Linked DNA regions of Mus musculus: regions 1, 3, 4, 5, 6 and 7 are each linked to region 2. The links are chromatin contacts, called in public Hi-C, HiChIP or PLAC-seq and promoter capture Hi-C maps. All regions are on one chromosome and are shown on one strand. The core of a region is the stretch at or near the end of the contact, and the rest is flanking DNA. Distances in the headings are between cores, read along the strand shown. Region 1 holds the start of Elmo2 (engulfment and cell motility 2). Region 2 holds the start of Cse1l (chromosome segregation 1-like (S. cerevisiae)). Region 3 holds the start of Zfp335os (zinc finger protein 335, opposite strand). Region 4 holds the start of Dpm1 (dolichol-phosphate (beta-D) mannosyltransferase 1). Region 5 overlaps Zmynd8 (zinc finger, MYND-type containing 8). Region 6 holds the start of Zfp334 (zinc finger protein 334). Region 7 overlaps Zmynd8 (zinc finger, MYND-type containing 8).

Region 1 (3,171 bases), core at 650-3,149, 1.6 Mb before region 2:
GCTGGCAACTCCAGTCCCAGTATCCCCAGCATCTCTGAGCTCTTACAGGCCACAGGTTTTCTGCTCCAACCCTGGGACCAGGATGCATTAATGCGGGTGGGTGAGCCAAGGGATCGTCGGTGACTTGGTCAGAGGAGGTCTTGCCTGGTGGGTTTTTCTTTTTGAGCTGGAGTCTCACTCCACTGCCCAGGCTGGTTTTGAACTCCTGTATTCAAGGGATCCTTCTGCCCTAGCTAGCCTTTACAGTGCTCTGGCTACCGGTGCATACCTCCAAACCCAGGGCAGGTATTTCTTACCTATGTTTGCTCGTGAGCCACCCAGGAAGATATGACCTAGGCACAGAGCGTGTCAGAGTATGCTAAATACTGGTATCATCATTTTTAAAAGCAGTCTAGTCTTCATACCCTGCACCCCAAACTTTCTTGGCACCTCTTAGAAGCAGCATCAAACATAAAAAGAATAACAAGATTCAAGAGCAACAGACAAGCTGGGCATGGTAGAACATGCCCTTAATCAGAGGCCAGCTTGGTCTACAGAGATTGTTCCAGGACAGCCAGGGCTACACAGAGAAACCCCTTCTTGAACCAGCCCTGTCTCTTTTGCTCCAAACGGTAGAATGAATCTGGGCAGGTAAACTCTTTTAGGATCTTTGCTATTTTTAATCTGTAAATGCAAATAATGATAGTCTCCTCAAAAGACCACAACTCGAACTAAACGCCCTCACATTTGCACACTACTGAGCACTTCACAGCCAAGGCAGCCACCCTAGCAATGTGGTTACTGACCGACCACTTGACAAATGGCTGCCGTGCTTCTTCTGAGAAGCAAGAAGTGCTGTCCCAAGAGTGAGGCACACCAGAGCTCAAGAAGTTAGCACACACACACACAAACAGTCAACAACTCCATTAACGTGATTTTACATTGGTTATGTGAATTCCTAATTATAATCTGAAATGTATTAACTAAAGCATGAGTAAATTATTCCACTTACATATTTTACATTCCTGAGATGTGACTGTTAGAAAAGTTTAATTAACAAATGTGACTTGCATTATTTCTCTTTTGGAGAGCCCAGGTTGGCCTAGTGCCCGGCACACAGAAAGCATTCCAAAAGGTGGCTTCCACCCACAACAGATGGGATGTCAGGGGCTGCGGCTGCATCCCCCAGGCAAACTCTAGCCCTTCGTTCATTCATTTAGTAAACATCTATAGTGTCTGGCCTGCTGAGACGCTGTGGGTGCATGGAGCAACATCAGGTAAGGTCTTCTTCCTCCTGGGCATTCCTACCTGCTGGGACAGGCAGACGTCAATCAACACTTTCAAACTGTTGAAAGCTACTGATGTGTAGGGACACCAGAATGTTCAGAGTGTCGCACCAGGGTCAGAACTCGGGACCCCGGAAGCCTTCGGAAGGAAGACTGGGAAGATGAAAAAAAGTTTACTAGACTAGACGTAGGGGCGGCGGACTCTGAGGGTGGCCAGAGCGAGGGATGGAGAAGGAACAGAACCAGGCCGGGAGCAGCCTAAGCCTAGGGAGGGCGGCGAAGGACCAGATCTGCAGGGCCCGGAAAAAGGGGAGGGTGGAAACCAGCACCGGAGCACCCCGGGCATTGCAATGCTGCGGGAAGAAGCGAATGAGAGCGGCCTGGACCGAAGCCGGGCAGTGGAGAAGGAAAGAGGGCCGGTACCGACCGCAGGGGGATTACCGGATCGGCACCGTGCCCGGGCTTGGAGGTCGGGCAGACGCTGCCCTCCGCCTCAACCCCAACCTCGGTCCCCGGCTCCCAACCCTCAACACTCTGTCTCTCTGCCTCGAGCCCCGAGCGTCCCTCACTCACCCGGCACCCGCCGAGGCCCAGCTCCGCGCCCGCGTCCCGCCGCCGCTCCACTGGCCCCGTCTGCCCCGCCCTCCTGAAGCCCCGCCCTGCGAAGGGCGGCCCGGGCTTCTATTGCTCCGCTTTGCTGTCAAGATGAAAAGTCTCGCTTTCACTGGGTTGTTTGTCTGTCAATAAAAGGGAGGCGGGCCTAACTGAGGGCGCGGGCTGGAGCGACGCCGGCTGGCCCCTCCCCTCCGCGGAGGCCTCTTAAAGAGACAGACTACCATTCTTCTGCAGGCTATTGGGTCTAAAGGAACGTGATTTCCCAGCAGACACTAGAGGCTGCTCCCCACCCAAACTTTTTTTCTCTTTTATTTCTGTACACAGCCTCCGGGTGAAGGAGGTTGGAGGGGCGGGGAGGGGGCGCGCTCTGGGTCCTTGAGACCCATTGTTGTAAGGAGCAAGCTATCCTCTGGTGATGCTCACCTGATCCGACTCAACGATGGGAATAGCTGATTTAGGGAACTGAGTGGGAGGTGACAGTCGTGTCAGAGGCTATGAGCAGCCGCGGCTGCTCACTACGGAGATGGAGCTAATTATACCGGCACCCAGGGCTGACCGTGGGCGCTGAGCAGAGGCAGAGGGGTACAGCTCAGCTGTGCTGTTGGTAGGGATCCGTGGGAGGTGGCGTTCGTCACCGCACCTGCGGATCTAACAAGGCCGGGCACAGCGCCAAGGACTCACTCCTGCCATCTCCCTTAAAGCTCACAGCAGGCTGGTAGGGAGGGCTAGTATGCGATCCCCAGTTGCAGAAGAAAAGACTAGGGGTCTTATGGGACCAACTAACTATACAACCGGTGACTATACAGCAAGACGCTATCTCCCTGTTTAACTCCAAATTTTGTTTTTTTTAATCATTTCTCTTAGCAGATCCTTAGGACAATGCCAGAAGACAGACATTTTGTTATCCATTCTGTAGAGACTCGGCTGGCCGCTCAGCAGAGAGATGGAAATAATGGCTACCTTTTACTGTCTTTGAAGCAGTTTTACAGGCACAGTTACATTGACTCCTGCAATTGAATTGAATTGAAGCGGATTCTTATCAGCTGGTGAACAGGATGGTGCCCAGGAAGCAAAGCTCCCCTCCCACAATCACAGTGCTAATAAGGCCTGTGCAGGGGCCGGCCAGTCACACTTCCAATAGGTTCACATACTGCCTGCTTCCAGCCAGTCTCTGTCTTTGTTTTATCGAAAGCCACCCAGGATAAAGCATATGGCCGTGTTCCAAAATAGCTTTACGCTGGAACATAGGGTAGCCACCCTTGTCTGCAGCACCATTCTGGACCCCAGGTCC
Region 2 (3,005 bases), core at 450-2,949:
GTGTGCTGAGTGTTGGAGGCACGGCTATAAAGAAGAGCAGTAAGACTTAAGCTCTTGTGTAGAAGAAACACAAGAAACTCACACGCCTTGCAGACAGCATGAGGAGGAGGGCTGAGGGTAGAAGCACTTGCTGCCAAGACTGAGGGCCAGGGTTCAATCCCTGGGACCCACAAGCTGGTGAGACCTGACCTCACACAGCTACCATGGCACCCACGCACCCCTCCTGTTACATAAATTAACTCAGGATGATAGAATGAAGTCAAGCCAACCAGGTAAGATACAGAAAACCCAGTTTAGGGCTGGCGAGATGGCTCAGTGGTTAAGAGCACCGGCTGCTCTTCTGAAGGTCCTGAGTTCAAATCCCAGCAACCACATGGTGGCTCACAACCATCCGTAATGAAATCTGATGCCCTCTTCTGGAGTGTCTGAAGACAGCTACAGTGTACTTACATATAACAAATAAATAAATCTTAAAAAAAAAAACAGTTTAATGAGAACCTTACATAAACAATGCATGCTTTTGAGGGTAAGCGTTCCCATGAAGTATCGATTATGAAAATGAGTGTTTGTGACCTGGAATTCATGGCAAGCTAGGCAGCCTGTCCTTTACTGGCTAAAACGCAAAGTGAGCCAGCTACTCCTGGACCCAGAGACAGGAAGGAACACATATCAGTGCAGTAAAGTGGGGTAAGCTTGTAGCAGAGAGGAACAGAGAAGGCAAGCTAAGCTGGCTTCTTCAGCCCGGTCTTACTACAGAACACTAGGCTTCAGTCTTGATCAAAAACCTGCTTCTAGACCTTCACCTTTCTTTGCTTGCGAGGCGTACAGTCACACAACTGTCTCCTGGCTTTTGAAAAGATAAGATTTCTCTTGTTCAAGGGTCAAATGAACATCCCAGTTACCTTTAAGTTGCCACCAACTACATCGTCGTCTGAAAAAAAAAATTTTTTTTTGAGAAAGGATCTCACTGTGTAGCTATGCCTGGCCTCTGTGTAGACCATGCTGGGCTTAAATAAATGGCGATTGTCTTGCTTCTGCCTCCCAAGTGCCAAGTGGTAACAAGCATGAGCCATCGCCTTCAGCTTCTGAAATCATGTGTGTGTGAGTGAATGAATGTGGGTGTCTTCATCCATTGCTCTCTTAGTTTTCAAGGCTGGATCTCTTATGGAAACAGAAGCTCACCAATTAGCTAGACAGGCCGGCCAGTAAGCCCCAGCGATCTTCCTGTGTCTGCCTCCCCAGGTACGGAATTGTAGTCAGGCTGGCTTTTATGTGGGTGCTGGGGATTCGAACTCCCGTCTTCTTCCTTGCGCAGCTATCACTTGCTTAACCAAGCGTGCTATCCCCTAGCTTGAAATTCTTACTCATTCGTTTATTCTATTTGTCCTAGAACAGACGCTCTGCTCTGTCCCTTCGCTCAGGCGTGAACGAGCACGTTCCATCCAACAGTTAGAAGCCACTAGGAGCCACTCGCAGAACCTGCTAGGGTCTGAGGAAAGAAACCCAAAACAGAAGCCTGCGTCAAAAGGCACGGTCTCTTGTGACGTCACCGCAGACCCGAGCAATGGTTCCGATTGGCCCTCGCAGCCGGGGTGGGGCCAAAGCATTCCTGGCTCCACCCCGCGTCCCGGTCTCACTCGCACATGCGCAGTGGCCGCCACCTTAGCCGCCGCGCCATTTTGCCAGGGTTTGAATGTGAGGCGGAGCAGCGGCTGGAGTGGGGTAGTGTCGGCTGCAGCTCTCGCTTGGGATTCCCTCCTCGGTCTCGGCGTCCCCACGAGGTGAGGCATGGAGCGAGCAGGGTGGCCGCGGGGACGCGGCTGAGGGAGGGGCCGATCGCTGGGAGGTGGATCTGGGCCTCAGCCCGAGGACGCGCGCCTGGTCTTCCCCGCACGCCGCCTCTGGGTCGGGCCTGACCGCTCCGGGAAGCTGGGGCAGCTTGGGGCTCGGCCTCACGCGAGCTTCTCGAGCTCCCGCCCCTTCCCTTCCAGCGTTGCTGGGATTGGTCGCGCCGCCGCGTAGGCGTCCGCGGATTGGTCAAGCCCGCGCGTCCGTTCTCGGCGCGCCGGGGCCCGCAGCGTGAGCGCTGTTCCGCGCCGAGGCCTGACCTGGCCGAGCCGGTCTGGGTCCCTGGTTCTAAAAGAGGCCGGAGATCGCCCACTCTGACTTCGCGGGGCTTTGGCCTCCGCCAGAGTGGACTTGGCCCTCGGGTTTCAGCTGGCTGTGACGTTCGTGTCCCTAGGACCTAAGGAACCTACAGGCGAATGGTGTTCCCCTGCCTGGGGCTCGCCGGCTTTCCAGTTAGATAATCTGTCCCCACGCACACTCCGTCTTTCCCTAGGAGTGTAATTCAGAGCTAGTCCTTGCCTCTCTACGAATTTCCTAGTTTTTAAATAATTAGGTGATGCTGGGCGTGGAAACCGTGCTCCCTCACGTGTTGAACAATCTCTTCCACTGAAATGGCATTTTTACCCTCTCCTCAAACTTACGATTCTTCACTTGCATATTCGGTTAAGTGGCTTGAAGGTTCCGCTGACTGCAGGCTGTGTTTCCCAGAGGGCTCGCCTGAACTGCTGACCATGGCCATTCGTCTCTCCATAAGCACTGTCGCCTCCATGACCGGCTCTTTTAAGTATTCATAGTCCCGTCCTGTATGCTAAGTCCCCAGCTTTCGTGATGTTAGAAGCAGCTGACCTCAGATCTTGGCGGGGCTGCCTCCCTCCCTGCCTTTCAAGTTCCCTTCTTAGGGAGGAGTTCTCAGTTCTCACTGCGATGGCCACATCACCCACGTTTATGTGTCCTGTAGCATTGACCTTATATGTAGTAACTACTGCTTGTTTCTCACGGTTCTCATCTGCTCTGAGTTATCTTTAAGGATAACTTTTTATTGCTGGGTCCCATGTATGAGAGCCACATGGTGAATGCTCTGTTATTTTATGAAGACATGGAAGGTATCTGTCTGTCTGTCTATCTATTTATTTTGGATAAAGGGTCTTTCATAGCCC
Region 3 (2,987 bases), core at 181-2,680, 2.0 Mb before region 2:
CCCTGTAATATAGCATAAGTTAGACCCCCAGGGTAGGCCCACTTCTGCTGACATAATGAAACCCTAAACTGCACACCCAGGGCCACTACTTCATATCTCCATCAAGTGGAGTCCAGATACAATCCCCATCTCGCAAAATTACTTATGAAGCTACCAGAGATGACTATGTTTCTAATTTTCACTTAACAGAGAAGATGAGGGCTAGAACCTGGGTAACCTGCTCAAATCACAAAGTAATGGGTCAGGAAAACATGGCTCAGTTTCCCCTTACAGCCTAGCACCCATAGAACCCGGCCCTCCCGTTCCATTTGACAGATGGGAAGACTAAGATAACTGAGATGGATCAACATTTGAACCGGGCTCATGGAGCCTGAGGGCTCTGGGTAAGACCATGGATAATTCTGGCTCTGTCGATAGCAAGCACGCTCTGCCTCAGTTTCCCTTTCTGAAGATTCTGGAAACAAGTGGTTTAAGTATGTCTCTTAGCCATGGGACTTGTCAAAACCGACCACAGCAGTTTGGCATGGCATGGCTTGGCGTCTGCCTCAAAAACAGTTATTTTCTACAAGTAGGCTTTGCTGACGGTCCCCCTGCCCACACCATCCACACTGATCCATACCACAGAGTGGTTGCCACCGTCCGAGCTCTGCCCGACGCCAGAGTCGTCAGCCTCCGTTAATCCTGGGACGGTCGCAGCGTCGCTGCTGTCCGCGGACACAGCTTCCGAGGTGCACACACCCAGGCCGCTCTCAGAAGGCTCCTCAGGCTGGCCGGGCCGAGGGGCCGCGTCGCTACTGCTCTCCACCTCGTTCTCCTCCATTGGTTCTGGGGACCGACTGACAGCGAAGCGCGGGGTTTGAGGCTTTCACTCTGCTGGGCGATACGACCATGGTTGCAACAAGTGGTCCACCTTTCGGGCCCGGCCAAGCAGAACCCACCCAGATGCACCGGTGTGCCCATTCTGCAGATGCAAAGACTGAGCATCGGACTAGATGGGACGGGGTTTCCTGGAAAGGGAACCTTCCAGAAAAGAATAGGGACGCCTGGCCTCTCAGGCTAGGACCCTTTGGGAAGAAGGGTGGTCCCGGTGGGTGATCACGGCTCCTTGCTCCTCCCAGAGGCATGAATCGACCCTGGGCGGACACAGCGGCCCGGCGCTCCGGCCCCCGTGTCCCCTCGGATGAGGAGCCGGTGGTACAGCCCGCAGGCCCCCGGGGTCAGTGGTTCACTCCCCCTCCCCGGACTCCCCTGCGGAGGGGGCTGACAGCGACGGTCGCGGGGCCTGGTGTCTCGGGGCTGTCCCCGGCGCTGCCTGAGCTCCAGGCCCGGCGCCATCTTGTGGCGGCGCTGGGTTTCCGCTCAGGCAAATGCGAGAGCGGCTAAAGGGCCTGGGACCCCGGGGCCCTGTTCGGACAGCCCCGCCGGCCCGGGAGTCCGCCACCCGGCAGCCTCGCGGCAGGGCCCCGGTGCACGGCAGTGTGCGGAGGGGCAGCCCGCCTCCGGCTGCCGCTAACCTGAGCCTCTGGCTGCTGTGTCGCTCTCCGACTCCGGCATCGACGAGGTCGCCATCCTCTCACCCCCGTCGCGGAGGAACCCATCGGCCGCCCTCGAACCGGAACTACTTCCGCCGCCGTCCCCCCGGGAGAGAGAGATCTGCGGGGTTTCAGAAGGCCTCTCGGAGGACTCAGAGCCGTCGTCGGGTCCAGGAGGACTCTAGAAGTCACATGCTGCCCGGTGTTAGGGCTGAGGTCAGCTGGGTACGGGGACTACTTTTTCGTGTGGCGGAGGGCTACACGGGAAGTGGCATGACGTCACGCAGGTCCCAGCCCGGACTCGCCGGACAAGGCGCGGCGGAGGCGCCCGGCTCTCGTGGGTGTGGCCCCCAGCGTCTAGCCACACCTCCAGGGGTCGCTTAGAGAACCGTCGCGACCTGGGATGGTTTAGAGGTGTCCAGAGGGGAGGGAACGTCAGTCATTTTCCTGGTTTTTCACCTGTAGCTTAAAGCTCCACTCGAGCCAGATCGGGTTCTCCCGGGTTGGGCTTGCTGTGCCGTAGTACAGATGGCAAAACCGAGGTTTGAGGACAGGAAAGGCTGGTCAGGAATCACAACTAAGGCGACTTGGGGGATCGGGTAATGGCAGAGGTCAGGGATGTTTGAAGAAGAGTTAATGCTTAGGCCACGGTGCACTTCGCAGCTGTATTTCTTACTAGGACTGGAGGGCCAGACACCCAGCTGTCCTCTGATCAGTGTAGGTGTGTTTAGAAGTTGGGGAATTAGCTCAGTGGCAAACACGAGGCCCTGCGTCCTATTCCTAGCATACACACGCGCTCATAGACGCGCATGCACGCACGCAGGCAGTGTTAGGTATTTTTAGAAGTCTACAGTCCTTGGGCCCAGTGTGGTGGTGGCTCATGCTTTTAATCTAGCACTCCGGAGAGGCAGGCTAACCTCACTTGACTTACATAGACCAGCTGGAGCTATGTAGTAAGTTTTTCCCAGAAACCACATGGTAAAAGGAGAGAACCGTCTCTTCCAGGCTGTCCACCCACCTCCACGCGCTCTTAGTGTCATGTGTGCACTTACAGACATAACAATAAATACATGCTTAAAGCCGGGCCCTGGTGCTGCACGCCTTTGAGTCCTAACACTTGGGAGGCAGAGGCAGGCGGATTTCTGTGAGTTTGAGGCCAGTCTGCTCTACATAGTTCCGGAACAGCCAGGTCTACATAGCGAGACCATATCTCAAAACAGAAAAGAGAAGAGAAGAAGAAAAGAAAAAAAAAAGAGAGAAAGAAAAGGAAATGGAAAGAGCCAGGGAGTGGTGGCACACACCTTTAAACCCAGAAATGGAAAGGCAGAAACGGGTGGATCTCTGTGAGTTCAAAGCCAGCCTGGTCTACAGAGTTAGTTTCAGGACACAAAAACCGTGTACTAAAAAAAAAAAAAAAAAAAAAAAAAGCGGGGCGGTGATGGCACACTCCTTTAA
Region 4 (3,350 bases), core at 462-2,961, 1.3 Mb after region 2:
CACTAGCATATAAAACTAGAGCTCATTAAAACATCTGGAAAAATCTGGCAGAGCCAATTTAAAGATAAAACCTGGGCTGGAGAGATGGCTCAGAGCACTAACTGCTCTTCTAGAGGTCCTGCGTTCAATTCCCAGCAACCACATGGTGGCTCACAGCCATTTGTAATGGGATCTGGTGTCCTCTTCTGGTGTGTCTGAAGAGAACTACAGTGTGCTCACACAAAATAAATAAATCTTAAAAAAATAAAAATAAAACATAAAGAAAAAGGATGCTCGCACCACACATCACAGGGCCACCATATAGAAACTGATTTTTATTCAGATGCAACCAAAACAGCAATCCTAAACCGGGTGGTGGTGGTGGTGGTGCACGCCTTTAATCTCAGCACCTGGAAGGCAGAGACCAGCATCTGAATTCCAGGCCAGTCAGGGCTACATAGTTTTGACCTTGCCTCAACCAATCAAACCATGCAGACTAAGGCTTTTACAAATCAGTACGGTAAGGTTGTGCTTTCTAGAAAGAGGAACTATGTACCAAGTATTTTGTTTTTCTGAGACAGAGGCTGCTAATATAGCCCTAGCTGCCCTCGGACTTGGTACAACTCGTTTGCAAACGTATCCCTTGTAGTGCATAGCTTGGGATCAAGTATTTTTTTCTTGCTATTAGAAAATATGGGCACAGCGTCCTCATTGTCGTTTGAGAAGCAAAAGCCAACCAACAAACAAAAAGCTCTGGAAACAATCTGTGTTCTTCTGACGCACTGTCTAAAACAGCGCACTGCTACGCCATCCTACTCCTGCAAAATCCCGTTCTGTAGGTTGACAGTAAAAGATCGCCCATGATCATCACAGCATGACACTCATCTGGCCGTAAAGTACTGACTCCGTCCTGCCACTGCCATCAGGAGGCATTTTATTTACTGTTTAGTTCGGAGACCTTTTTTTTTTTTTCTTAAATGCGTAACACTTTCACTATCAAAATTCTTGTTCCTAAGAGCTAGGGCTCTGCCTAACAAAGCGAAAGGCCCCGTGTTTTTCAAAACAACACACAAATAAGCCCGGGTTCCTAATCAAACTCGGCGAAGATGCTCGCTCCCTGCCAGCTCATCAGCAGTTCTCTGACAGCGCAAACAACAAGCTTACGTAAGCGCTCGGCCCCAAGGCGATGGGGAGAACGCTGGCTCGGGACTCCCGGCTCCGGCGGCGGATCCTGACCGCCCAGAGGTATGAGGTCATACCTCCTCGCCCCGAAGTCAAAAAGAAGTTAAGTTAGCCCTTTAGAGAGAACAGGCCGGGGACGCAGGCCAGCGCGATCTGTCAACAGATAGACACCGGACTCGCTAGAGACCTGAGCAGGAAGGAGAAAGACGCGGGGCTGTGCTCCTCGGTTCTCCCCGCTGGGGAAAGCCGCGAGCAGGCTCGGGAGGGAGCGGAGACCGGGCCTCCGGGGGTCTCCTCGCGCAGCCAACCGCCGACCTGCAGCCCGCGGCCGGCTCCCGGCCCCCGCGCGAGAAGCCCCTTCTACCTCTCGGAGAAGCTCTTCACCAGCAGCCACACGATGAGCGGCAGGTTCTCCCGTTCGTTGTAGGTGGGCAACAGCACCGAGTACTTGTCCTGTCGCGAGGAGCGGCCCTGCGGCGGCCGCGGAGACGCAGCAAGACTGCGACTCGCCCCCGTGGAAGCCATGACGGCTCTGCGAGAGGCGCCGGAAGCGGACTTACGTCATCCGACACGGGCCGTACCAAATCTCGGAGCATGGGGGAGGCTCGGCGCTCCGACGTCCCAGTGTGGTCCCCGGGAAACTTCCAGATATGGTGACCGTTTCAAGCCAATCGTGACGGCTTCCCCGGATAAAAACCCATTCGTTTCACTTTCAAGGGCCAGGAAGCGTCTTCGTTTTCCAGTCGCTAAGAGACAGGCAACCGGAAACGGAAGTCCCTTCCCGGCTCTTTCCGGAAGAGGCTGTCATGGCTGCCCCGGAGGACGTAGCTGCCTTACAGGCTGAAATCACCCGGCGGGAGGAAGAGCTAGCTTCGCTCAAGCGGAGGCTGGCCGCGGCCCTGACAGCCGAGCCGGAGCCCGAGCGTCCGCTCCGGGTCCCGCCGCCGCCGCTGGCGCCCCGGGCCGCGCTGTCGCGGGACGAGATCCTCCGCTACAGCCGCCAGCTACTGCTGCCGGAGCTGGGCGTGCGCGGGCAGCTGCGCCTGGCGGCGGCGGCGGTGCTCGTGGTGGGCTGCGGCGGGCTGGGCTGCCCGCTGGCGCAGTACCTGGCGGCGGCCGGCGTAGGCAGGCTGGGGCTGGTGGACCACGACGTGGTGGAGACGAGCAACCTGGCCCGCCAGGTCCTGCACGGGGAGGCGCAGGCCGGCGAGAGCAAGGCTCGCTCGGCGGCCGCGGCGCTGCGCCGTCTCAACTCGGCGGTGGAGTGCGTGGCGTACCCGCGCGCGCTCGCCGAGGACTGGGCGCTCGACCTGGTCCGCGGCTACGACGTGGTGGCAGACTGCTGCGACAACGTGCCCACGCGCTACCTGGTGAACGACGCGTGCGTGCTGGCCGGCCGGCCGCTAGTGTCGGCCAGCGCGCTGCGCTTCGAGGGCCAGATGACCGTCTACCACCACGACGGCGGGCCGTGCTACCGCTGCGTGTTCCCGCGGCCGCCCCCGCCGGAGACAGTGACCAACTGTGCAGACGGCGGCGTGCTCGGAGCGGTGCCCGGCGTGCTAGGCTGCGCGCAGGCCCTCGAGGTGCTCAAGATCGCCGCCGGCCTCGGCTCCTCCTACAGCGGCAGCATGCTGCTCTTCGACGGCCTCGGGGGCCACTTCCGCCGGATCCGGCTGCGGCGCCGCCGGCCTGACTGCGTCGTGTGCGGGCAGCAGCCCACCGTGACCCGCCTGCAGGACTACGAGGCCTTCTGCGGCTCCTCGGCCACCGACAAGTGCCGCGCCCTGAAGCTGCTGTGCCCCGAGGAGCGGATTTCTGTGACCGACTACAAGCGGCTTCTGGATTCCGGGGCGCCCCATGTGTTGCTGGACGTCCGGCCTCAAGTAGAGGTGGACATCTGTCGCCTGCCGCACTCTCTCCACATCCCTTTGAGTCAGTTGGAACGCAGGGATGCGGACAGCCTGAAACTCTTAGGGGCTGCCCTCCGGAAAGGGAAGCAGGAGTCGCAGGAAGGGGTTGCTCTCCCGGTGTATGTGATTTGCAAACTGGGAAACGACTCCCAGAAAGCTGTGAAGGTCCTGCAGTCCTTAACGGCAGTGCCGGAGTTAGACTCTTTAACTGTTCAGGACATCGTGGGGGGACTCATGGCCTGGGCCGCCAAAATTGATGGGACATTTCCACAGTACTGA
Region 5 (2,946 bases), core at 123-2,622, 1.1 Mb before region 2:
AAACTTCAGTGACCACAAACAGGAGTGGCTTAATGCGTGGCAGCCATACAACAAAACATTCTCTGGCCACTAAGAACGCTAAGTGCAAACTGCAGAGATGGCTCAGCGGTTGAGAGCCCTGGCTGCTCTTCCAGGGGACCTGGGTTCAATTCACAGCAATCACATGGTGGCTCACAACCATCTGTAACACCAGTTCCAGGGCACCCAATGCCACCTTCCAGCCTCTGCACGCACATGGTGCACCTACACACACACAGGCAAAACCCTTGTACACATTTTAAAAATCAAGAAGAAGGCTGAACATAGCCAGGAGACAGAGACAGAGACAGAGAAACCTCCATGACTTTGCGAACAGCTTGGTTGACAGAGTGAATTCCGGGCCGGTGAAACCCTGTCTCAAGATGAAGAACGTAGTGGTTAGTTCAAGGATAGATCCGTTATGTGCTTCTGTGCAAGCGAAAGGACCCGAGCCCAGACATCGTGTAAAGTTAGCCATGGTTGCCTGAATCTGTAATCCCTGCACTCCTTTAGCGAGATGTGAGGTGGACAAGAGACTCTCCGGAAGCTTATGGGCCAGGTAGACTGCTGTATGCATGGCAAACAAGGGGGAGATAACTGACATCCAGGCGCTCTCTCTCTCTCTCTCTCTCTCTCTCTCTCTCTCTCTCTCTCTCTCACACACACACACACACACACACACACACACACACACACATACACATACACACACACAAACACACAAATCATGGGTAAGAAAGACATCTGTATTCACGGGCACTTGTAACCCCAGCACTTCGGAGGCTGAGGCAGATGGATTGCTGTGAGTTCCAGGTCAGGCTAGTTAACAGAGTGCCACACACTCTCCACCCCTCCCGCACTGAAAGAGTGATGAGGTAATACAGAGGGTGCCATTTGGTGGCAGAGCACTTGCCCAGCAGGCACAAGGCTCCCGGTCCCATCCCCCAGCACCAAGAGGGACAGTATCTCTCCAGGGACTCCTGTATGGCAATCTCCAGCCTGGGTCCAGTTACAAAACAACACGTCTAGCGCCTCCAGGAGGCGACACGCCCCATCCCCAAAAGGATGCGATCCTGCATATAAACACCTGGAATACTCCAGGGGGGACCCCAAAGTCCAGCCAGGTTCCTGGGGGAGCAGGTGGGCGTCTCAGGAGGCGGGCCTGCAGAAGGGATTATATATCAGCATATACCCTGGTGTACTACAGACAGTGTGACTTTATCAAAGTAAGGGAAATGAAAGGGATTTAGAAGGCTCAATTGCGCATGAAAGGCAGCAGGTGCAGGCAAAAGGCAATAACGAGTAAAGGAGGGCGGGGCCCCTGAGTGATGTCACAGGCAGATAAAGTGGGGGCTGGGCTGCTGTGGGCCGCAAGGCCTCTGGAAGGAGCTGGGGGTTTGTTCTCCGTGCAGCTAATACAACCCATCAACTCTGCCCATGTCAGAGCCTAAGTACTTACTGCAGGTGACCTGGCAGGGTGGTGGTGGCACACGCCTTTAATCCCAGCACTTGGGAGGCAGAGACAGGCGGATTTCTGAGTTCAAGGCCAGCCTGGTCTACAAAGTGAGTTCCAGGACAGCCAGGGCTATACAGAGAAACCCTGTCTCGAAAAAAACCAAAACAAACAAACAAACTGCAGGTGGCCTGGGGTTCACATGAGCACGTCTCAAAAGAAACAATACTCTGGCCAGTCCAAACCAGGAACTGACCAGGCAAATATTTGCTGTACTTACAAACTCCAGGCTAGTGGTTAGGTTTAGAGAAGATTCCCCCATGGGAGACAAGGGTCTGTTTCTAGGTTGTCTCAAGATTTCTTAGCTGGCTTTGGAAGTACTTCGGTTCTCAAACTCAATTCCATTATGTAAGACCCCTAAGGACGGTGACACGAAGGACCAGCCCATCAGGAAGGGGATGGGGCACTGTGGACCAGAGCGGTACAGCCTCAGAGCCAAGCCTAGACCTTGACAGTCTGAATCTTTCCTCTGTGAGTTCCAGACTACCTTGGTCTACATAGCACAAAGCATCAGGGGGCTACATAGAACTTGTCTCAGATCACCTCAACTCTATCTGCCGCTACGAGCACAAGGACTGCCCCCAGAGCTTATGGAAGTCTAACTGCTGTATCCAAGCTAAACACCGGTAGCATCTTAGGAGCTGCGGCTGGAATTATCGTTTTCAGAATACTAAAGGGCAGGTCAGCCCTACTGCCTAAACGCCTCCCTGTCCCACTGGGAGCCCTATGGCCCTGTGGCTTAAACACCTCCCTGATCCATCAGGAACCCAACATCCGGTGACTGTACTGTACACTGATGGGAAGAAACCCAGCTGTCGTCATGGTAATGAAATCACCATAAGGACCGCTTCCAGAAAGCTGAGTCAGACTTTTACTTCTCTAATGATCTGATTCTGAGGAGGGTACATTGCTAAGCGCGTCTCATGTATAAATGTGGGATGATGACAAACAGCCACCACCAGCTGTCTCACAGAGGAATGAATGGTTCACCTTGCATCCAAGAAGTACTTTTTTTTTTCCTCTTCCACCTTCTCTGGACTAGCAGGACACCATTTGCTGGCCCTTCACCAACTTCCTGCCTCCAATCCACCCCCTCAAAATGAGTCTGACTCTGACTGTGTTAACTTGGGTGAGGGAGCAGGCCTGCTTTGTGGAGGAGATGGCACAGTGACTCAGGAACACAGCCTGGACTGGGGCAGGCAACAGAAGCTTCTCCTCTTGGTGACATTTCCCTGAAGTTAGTAAGAGGCCTCCTGGGTATTAAGAGCTAAGAGTGTGATGTAATCCTTCCAGAGCCTGTGTCTTAGGAACCATCAGAAATGATCAGGCTCAGCACTTCCTGCGTGTCCTTTGACTTAAGGGACAGTTCACTTCAGATAACGCAGCTATAAGCAAAGACCTGTTCAAACTACTTC
Region 6 (2,908 bases), core at 360-2,859, 1.5 Mb before region 2:
GCCCTGGCTGTCCTGGAACTCTCTATGCAGACCAGGCTGGCTTCTCACTCAGAGATCCATCTGCCTCTGCCTCCCAAGCGCTGGGATTAAAGGCGTGCTCCAGCACATCTGGCAATGCCTTCTGTTTATTGGGGTTCACTTCTCTGGTACTGATCTGCTTCCCTTACTTTCCCTGGCGCTGCCTTTTTATACACGTCTACCACATCCAGATGTACTCGCTGCGGGTCTATGAACAGCCACTGCCAACGGTGGGACGTGAATCCCTCGGTGACTTACCTGGGTACTGTCCATTTCCAGGCGTTCTCAAGAAAGGGCCAGGAACCACCGGTGATCCAAGGGCTGGGTGAGGAAGAACAGGGAATGTGATCAGCAGACTGGCTAGCAGCTCGACAGTGACTCACAGACATGCCCTGGAAGGAAAGGACCCTTCGACCTGCGTCATACAGAAAGCGTCTGCGGAGGGAAGGCCCAGGGCAGTTTTGAATGGACTAATCAGAGCTTTTCTTACTGTGTGAAAGGAAACAAAGGTGTGAATTGAACTACTGTCTTATTCAGGTCTCCTTAAAAAACAAACAACACTTCAGAGTTCATATTAGATCATATCAATAAGCTCTAGTATATATGAAGCCTGAAAGAGCAGGCCAGCAACTCTGAGATTCTATCAATCAATCTATCTATCTATCTATCTACCCTCTAGTTTTTTGGGTATCAATTATCTATCTATCTATCTATCTACCTACCTACCATCTAGTTTTTTGGGTATCAATTACCTGTTTTCCTACTAATGCATTCAGCAGATGAAATCAGAAAACCAGACAGAGGGAGTGAGGGGTTTAAGATGCGTATCACTCTGCTCCCCTCCCCCAAGCTTAACTGCAGTTTCATGAGAGGGAGGCCTCTGCTTCAGTGTAGCAGAAGACAAAGCCCTGGCCTTCGAATCAACACACCAGATTTCAATTCTTGGTTCTGGCACTAGCAAACTACCTAAATGGTCAAAATAGCTGCCTTCCTCACTTGAGAAGAAGTTCGACTCTCATAAAAACCCTTTCCTGTAGATACTCTTGGGTCATTCTTCTATATAAAGGAAACCAGTAAACTCCAGGATGGTGATGGACGGGGTTTGAGCAACTCTGGCGAAACAGAATGGGGACTCTAATGAACGACACGCATTTGTTCGAAGTGATGCAGAGGCCTTTTTCTCAGCCATGGCTGGCATCCCTTCCCTCCCAAACGAAAGACCCGCCAATGAAATCAGACCTGCTCATTCCCTCAATCGCAGCTCAACCCTTAAGCAGCCCCCCGAAGCTTTACCGGGCCAAGGGCATCCGCAGGACTGCTGGGATCCGCTTTTTGCACGCACACACCTCTCTCCTTCCCAGGCTGCCCGCCCGGAGGCCTGCAGCCCCGGGGGCGCCCGCTAGCCTCGCCCGGCCCCTGGACACGCGCAAGCCTCCGCGGGCCCCAGGAAGGCGCTGGTTCTTCTGATCCTGCCCCGGAGTCGCCACCCGGAATTCCTCTGGCTCAGGGGAAACCTCGCTTCTTTTGTAGCTCCCAGAAGGCCCCAGGCAATTGTGGCGCACAGAGGCCCCTCGAGCCTCGCCTGGAAGAGCCCCACGAAACGGAAACGCATCCATAGAGCCTAGGAGACCGCGCATGCGCAGAGTCTCGGAGCGGCCATTCCCACGGTTCTCCAAAGGGTGCTGTAGTCTTTCCAGGACTACATTTCCCACAGGGAGTTGCGGCCCCCACCCAGCCGATAGCCTCTGAGGCGCTAGGGCTTTAATCACAGTAATTTACGAGTAAAAACCATGAGTACAAGAAGAAGTGTGAGAATAAAAAATTAGAGCTCTGTAAAGAAATTCCAACAGTGTATTAAGAAAAAAATAATAACCAAACAGTTGTAAGCAGAATAAAAATGTATCGACGACCTTCCCAAAATTACAGAAGAGACCCCCTAACAAAGAATCAAACCATCTCTAAATATCTTAAAAGAAAATAATCGCCATCCTGTTTATTACTGACTTTACTGACAGGTGCATACTCTCCTGCCAATTTTACAGAAGGAGAAGTCACAATAAGTAATGGCAAAATATTTTAACAGTATAATATTTTCAATTTTTATTTTATTTTATTTTATATGTATTGATATATTGCCTGCCTGCATGTATGTCTGTCCACTACTTGCGTGCTGTGCTTGGTACCCCGTGTCTAAGAAGGCCAGAAGATGGTATCATGTAGGTGCTGGGAATTGAACTCTGCTCCTCTGCTATAAATCACTGCGCCATCTTAACAATATATTTTAACATGACCAATTATATTTAATCCAAGTAATATAGAAACTGCTCTTCATCCATGAGGACAAATTGAATACGTGTATATATTTTGTTTTATTTATTTTTTTAAAATATTTATTTATTTATTTATACACTGTACACTATAGCTGTCTTCAGACACTCCTGAAAACGGCATCAGATTTCGTTACGGATGGTTGTGAGCCACCATGTGGTTGCTGGGATTTGAACTCAGGACCTTTGGAAGAGCGGTCGGCACTCTTAACCACTGAGCCATCTCACCAGCCCCCGTGTATATATTTTAAAAGAGGAAAGCTATGGAATATCTTAGTCACTGGAAGGCCAGACAGTTTCTGACACAGTTATCTGTTATGTTTAAATACCAAAAGGAACTTCGAGATGCAGAGGCTGAGAGATAGCTCTCAGTGAGCCAGACTTCCAGGGATTCAATGCTTGTATACTGTCTCCCACATCAAACGTGGCCATGATGTAATTTAAATAAAGGGGTCATAAGAAGGGACACTGCAGGCTTCAAAAAGCAAACCTGATATCCTGGCAGTCCGGTTTGTTTGCGGTGTTCCTAGAGTTTGTGTATGACTTTAGTTAACTAGTTACCA
Region 7 (3,275 bases), core at 573-3,072, 1.1 Mb before region 2:
TGGCCTGAGGTATCCCTCCTTACCGGTTGCTTGTTTCAGTTTTGAGCCAAGGCCTCTCATTCGTCTGGAGCTACCCCCAGAGCAGGCTAGGCTAGCTGGTAGGAAGCCCGAGGGACCCAGTTGCCTCCTGCCCAGCACTGGGGTCGCAAACACACACCCCCATGCCTCACGCCTCCAATTCTTACATGGCTCCCGGGCAGCAAATCAGGTCCCCAGGTTCCTAAGACAAGTACTTTATTGAGACGTCAAGCCCCAAATGAGGCATCTTTCCGTAGAATCACTACTACAAGAACATTTTAAATAATTCATTCACTGCTGTTTGTGATAGTTAAAGACGATTCGGGGAACGGACTTTCCCCGGGGATAAAAACCAAGGCTTCTCTAGCTGCGCAGTCAGTCACATAAACAAGGAGGTTGAAACAGGGCTCCACTTGGGCCTTTAGAGATGTGATGAGGAGGTCAGACATGAAAGGTGACAGGATCCCAAACACAGAAAGCAAAGGTGTCACCACACAAAAAGTCAACCAGCGCACCATGTTTCCTTGAAAGTCAAGTTCAAAATTAAAAAGGTGGGCCAGCTATATGGCTCAGTGAATGAAGGTGCTTGCCACCAAGTCTTAGGACCAGAGATGTCTTCCATTTCTGGGACCCACATGATGGAAGGGAGGACTGGTTCTCATAGGTTTGTTCTCTGACCACCTTACATGTCAATGACAAATTTGCACAATGCATGCATATACAGGCACAGATGAATCAAAGTATAGTGGGGGAAAAAATAGGTCAGATGTGGCACACACCTTTAATCCCAGCACTCTGGTGGCAGACACAGATCTCTGTGAGTTCAAATCTTGCCTAAGGGATTGTAGAGACAGCTCAGCAGTAAACAGCACTTGTCACTCTTACAGAGGACCTGGGCTTGCTTCCCAGCACCCACGTGGTGGCTCACAACCATCAGTAACTCCAGTGCCAGGGCATCCTGATGCCTTGCTCTGGCCTCTGCAGGCAAAAAAGCATGCATGGGTGCAGGCAAAACACTCAGACGCATAAAAGCAAACACAAATAAATCTTTAATTATTTTTAAAGCCGGTCTGGTCTTTATGGTGTGTTCTAGGCCAGTCAGGGCTAGAGTGAGACCTCCCCGTTGCTGTCTCAAAAAACAAACAAACAAACAAAAAAGAGTGAATTGCAAACAGAAGCTGCACACAGCCCAAGCCCAGAGGACTCCACTCCTGAAGAAAAAAAAAAAAAAAAAACCAAGGGCAAGGCCATTGTTTGCTCTGTGTGTGTGTGTGTGTGTGTGTGTGTATGTAATGGTGTTTCATCACAACAGAAGCATACTAGATAGAGGACAGGGACACACACAATAAGCCAATACATAAAGGCTGGACAGTTGGCACATGTCTGTGTGTGTATGTATATTTGGGGCTTCCCTGTAGCAGCAATTGGACCACACTGTGTCAGAGCCAAATAACAAAAAGCCCCATACCATACCACAGTAGTTCAGGCCTTGGGGGACTTTAACAAAACAGACCAGTAGTGCTAATCAAGGGTCACCTGGGGCCACCAAGGTGGCTCAGCTGCTAAAGGCACTTGCCAGCAAGCCTGATGACCCGAGTTTAAAGCCTGAGACGAACATGGTGAAAACTGACAACGGCAAGATGTCCTCTGACCTGCACACAAGTGCTGGAGCGTGTACGTACACACACACACACACACACACACACACACACACACACAAAGTGTGAATGCCACCCAGAGAAGCACGACACCAGTGCACGTGAGCAGAAAGCTCAGAGCAGGTCAAGGCCACAACAGGTTCTCTGCTGTCCCTTGACCCTATCACCTGTCAATCACAGTCCACTCCCTCCGTGACTGTGGGTAAGTGCCTGAGGTTTAATAGCACGCCATGCAATTCCTCAGGAGAGCTGGCCATGGGAGGGAGGGTTCGTTAGTGACTTAGTATTTGTCATGGACAGCCATTTTATGACAACTATTGATTTCACAGTAAAGCGGAGTCTGTGAAAACACTCTCCTGCCTCCCTGACAGCAGCCCCATAGCGGGAAGCCAAGACCAAAGCGCCATTAGCTCAGAGGGGTCTGTAGGCTCAGGCCGGTGCCATACTACACATTAGCATTCTCAATGGGGTCTCTAGGAAAGAGTTAGCAAAGGCCGAAGGCTGATGAAACCCGCCTGCCCAAGTGGTCCATATGTGGGGGCAGGGGTCCAGGGCTGTGGCAGCTACAGGCCAGGCCCCCTGCGGGACAGGCAGCTGCTTAGGGAGTTGAATCTGCTCGTAGGGACAACAGACCCAGGATGAGCTACTACTGAGTAGTCTAAAGAAAAGGACGGTCTTGGGGCCAGGGAAATGGTCCAGCGGGTAAGGCACCAGCCATGAACTTGATGGCCTGCGTTCAGTCCCCTGGAACACACACGGAAGAAGCAGAGTCCTGACCTCTGTAAACTGTCTTCTGACCTTCATATGAATGCACACGTGTGCCCGAACACACATGCGCACAGACTACACACCTTTAACCCCAGCACCAGGGAGACAGGCCGGCAGCTCTCTATTGGTTTAAGGACAGTGAGACCCTGTTAGAAAGAGAGGGAGGGAGAGAGAAGGAAAGGAAAAGGAGGGAGGGAAATAAGGGTCTAAATTCTCACACTTGCACATGCTCGCTCACGTATGCACACACTCACACACGTATGCACACACTCACATACGTATACAATAAAGGGCCACTCTGGATTCTGGAAGCTGCTTGTGTGGTCTTTCTATTTTACAGCATGATGAAGTTTTCTAACATTCCGGAGGGACCCCAGCCTGATCCCAACTGTGCTATCCCTGCCTGTGGAGGTGTCTGAGTATGGACAGCCTCCTCACCCTGGGCTGACTAGCAGCTGTCATCAATGCTAACAGCAGAGGGCGGGAGGGAGCAGCAGGAGGAAACAGGCCAGGCCTCAGGGCTGGGCTGGGAGGATTTGCCAAGTGACAGTCCTTTCTGGACTTTGTGGACTATAGTGAGAGCTGGCAATGCTGAACCCAGGGCCCAATCTGTTCCCTGTCCCTGTGTGGCCTGCTGTTTAAGAAGGGTATAGAACATTGGGGTTGGGACACAAAAAAATTCAATAGTTCTTTTTCTCTTTTTTTTCCCTGTATGAGTGTTTTGCTTGCATCTACGTCTGCGCACCATGTGTATGCCTGGTGCCCAAGAAGGTCAGATGAGGACATCAAATCCCCTGGAAATGGAGTTACAGATGGCGAGGAGCTGTGTGG

The links. Promoter capture Hi-C pulls out the DNA fragments that hold promoters and counts their contacts. A called contact is a pair of places that touch in the nucleus more often than the background predicts. HiChIP or PLAC-seq counts read pairs in DNA pulled down with a chosen protein or histone mark. Capture Hi-C pulls out chosen DNA fragments and counts their contacts.
Region 1: a contact with region 2 is called in a promoter capture Hi-C map of liver, with 2.4 times the contacts expected there. The contact joins the promoter of Elmo2 here to the promoter of Cse1l in region 2. A contact is called at or near these places in 1 of 39 promoter capture datasets (the 3T3-L1 cell line) and 1 of 9 other capture datasets (liver).
Region 3: a promoter capture Hi-C map of liver shows a contact between it and region 2, with 5 times the contacts expected there. The contact joins the promoter of Zfp335os here to the promoter of Cse1l in region 2. A contact is called at or near these places in 4 of 39 promoter capture datasets (the 3T3-L1 cell line, hippocampal neurons and liver).
Region 4: a contact with region 2 is called in a Hi-C map of CD8 T cells, with 7 times the contacts expected there. The contact joins the promoter of Dpm1 here to the promoter of Cse1l in region 2.
Region 5: a contact with region 2 is called in an H3K27ac HiChIP or PLAC-seq map of double positive thymocytes, with 3 times the contacts expected there. The contact joins the enhancer-like site here to the promoter of Cse1l in region 2. A contact is called at or near these places in 1 of 39 promoter capture datasets (liver), 1 of 484 Hi-C or Micro-C datasets (embryonic stem cells) and 2 of 115 datasets of contacts at active chromatin or transcription factors (double positive thymocytes and kidney).
Region 6: a contact with region 2 is called in a promoter capture Hi-C map of liver, with 2.0 times the contacts expected there. The contact joins the promoter of Zfp334 here to the promoter of Cse1l in region 2. A contact is called at or near these places in 2 of 39 promoter capture datasets (hippocampal neurons and liver).
Region 7: a promoter capture Hi-C map of liver shows a contact between it and region 2, with 2.8 times the contacts expected there. The contact joins the enhancer-like site here to the promoter of Cse1l in region 2. A contact is called at or near these places in 5 of 39 promoter capture datasets (hippocampal neurons, liver, pre-B cells and 1 more).

What each region holds. Positions count from the first base shown.
Region 1 is chr2:165,324,580-165,327,750 of GRCm38.p6, forward strand. It overlaps Elmo2 (engulfment and cell motility 2), which reads right to left and starts at 1,900. Exons shown (of 21, transcript NM_080287.2): 1 at 1,839-1,900.
Region 2 is chr2:166,904,397-166,907,401 of GRCm38.p6, forward strand. Cse1l (chromosome segregation 1-like (S. cerevisiae)) reads left to right here and starts at 1,700. Exons shown (of 25, transcript NM_023565.3): 1 at 1,700-1,781. It overlaps Gm31204 (a long non-coding RNA gene), which reads right to left and starts at 2,898. Exons shown (of 3, transcript XR_866966.3): 1 at 1,183-2,898.
Region 3 is chr2:164,910,003-164,912,989 of GRCm38.p6, forward strand. It overlaps Zfp335os (zinc finger protein 335, opposite strand), which reads left to right and starts at 1,431. Exons shown (of 2, transcript NR_166490.1): 1 at 1,431-1,748. Zfp335 (zinc finger protein 335) reads right to left here and starts at 1,748. Exons shown (of 28, transcript NM_199027.2): 1 at 1,515-1,748; 2 at 620-870. The coding sequence starts at 820.
Region 4 is chr2:168,228,668-168,232,017 of GRCm38.p6, forward strand. It overlaps Dpm1 (dolichol-phosphate (beta-D) mannosyltransferase 1), which reads right to left and starts at 1,712. Exons shown (of 9, transcript NM_010072.4): 1 at 1,526-1,712. The coding sequence starts at 1,686. Mocs3 (molybdenum cofactor synthesis 3) reads left to right here and starts at 1,955. Exons shown (of 1, transcript NM_001160330.1): 1 at 1,955-3,350. The coding sequence starts at 1,968. The coding sequence ends at 3,350. It overlaps Gm20716 (predicted gene 20716), which reads right to left and starts at 1,712. Exons shown (of 12, transcript NR_132310.1): 1 at 1,526-1,712.
Region 5 is chr2:165,853,434-165,856,379 of GRCm38.p6, forward strand. The region is part of intron 2 of Zmynd8 (zinc finger, MYND-type containing 8); the gene reads right to left. Among named protein-coding and RNA genes, the nearest start is that of Gm11465, 27 kb to the right of the region's middle. Within about 2 kb of position 1,373, at least 77 of the 459 cell types and tissues checked have an H3K27ac peak or open chromatin away from gene starts, as enhancers often do. A contact at or near this core is called in double positive thymocytes, where this site is marked.
Region 6 is chr2:165,386,650-165,389,557 of GRCm38.p6, forward strand. It overlaps Zfp334 (zinc finger protein 334), which reads right to left and starts at 1,610. Exons shown (of 5, transcript NM_178411.3): 1 at 1,312-1,610; 2 at 277-339. The coding sequence starts at 291.
Region 7 is chr2:165,823,204-165,826,478 of GRCm38.p6, forward strand. The region is part of intron 11 of Zmynd8 (zinc finger, MYND-type containing 8); the gene reads right to left. Among named protein-coding and RNA genes, the nearest start is that of Gm11465, 57 kb to the right of the region's middle. Within about 2 kb of position 1,823, at least 53 of the 459 cell types and tissues checked have an H3K27ac peak or open chromatin away from gene starts, as enhancers often do. A contact at or near this core is called in liver, where this site is marked.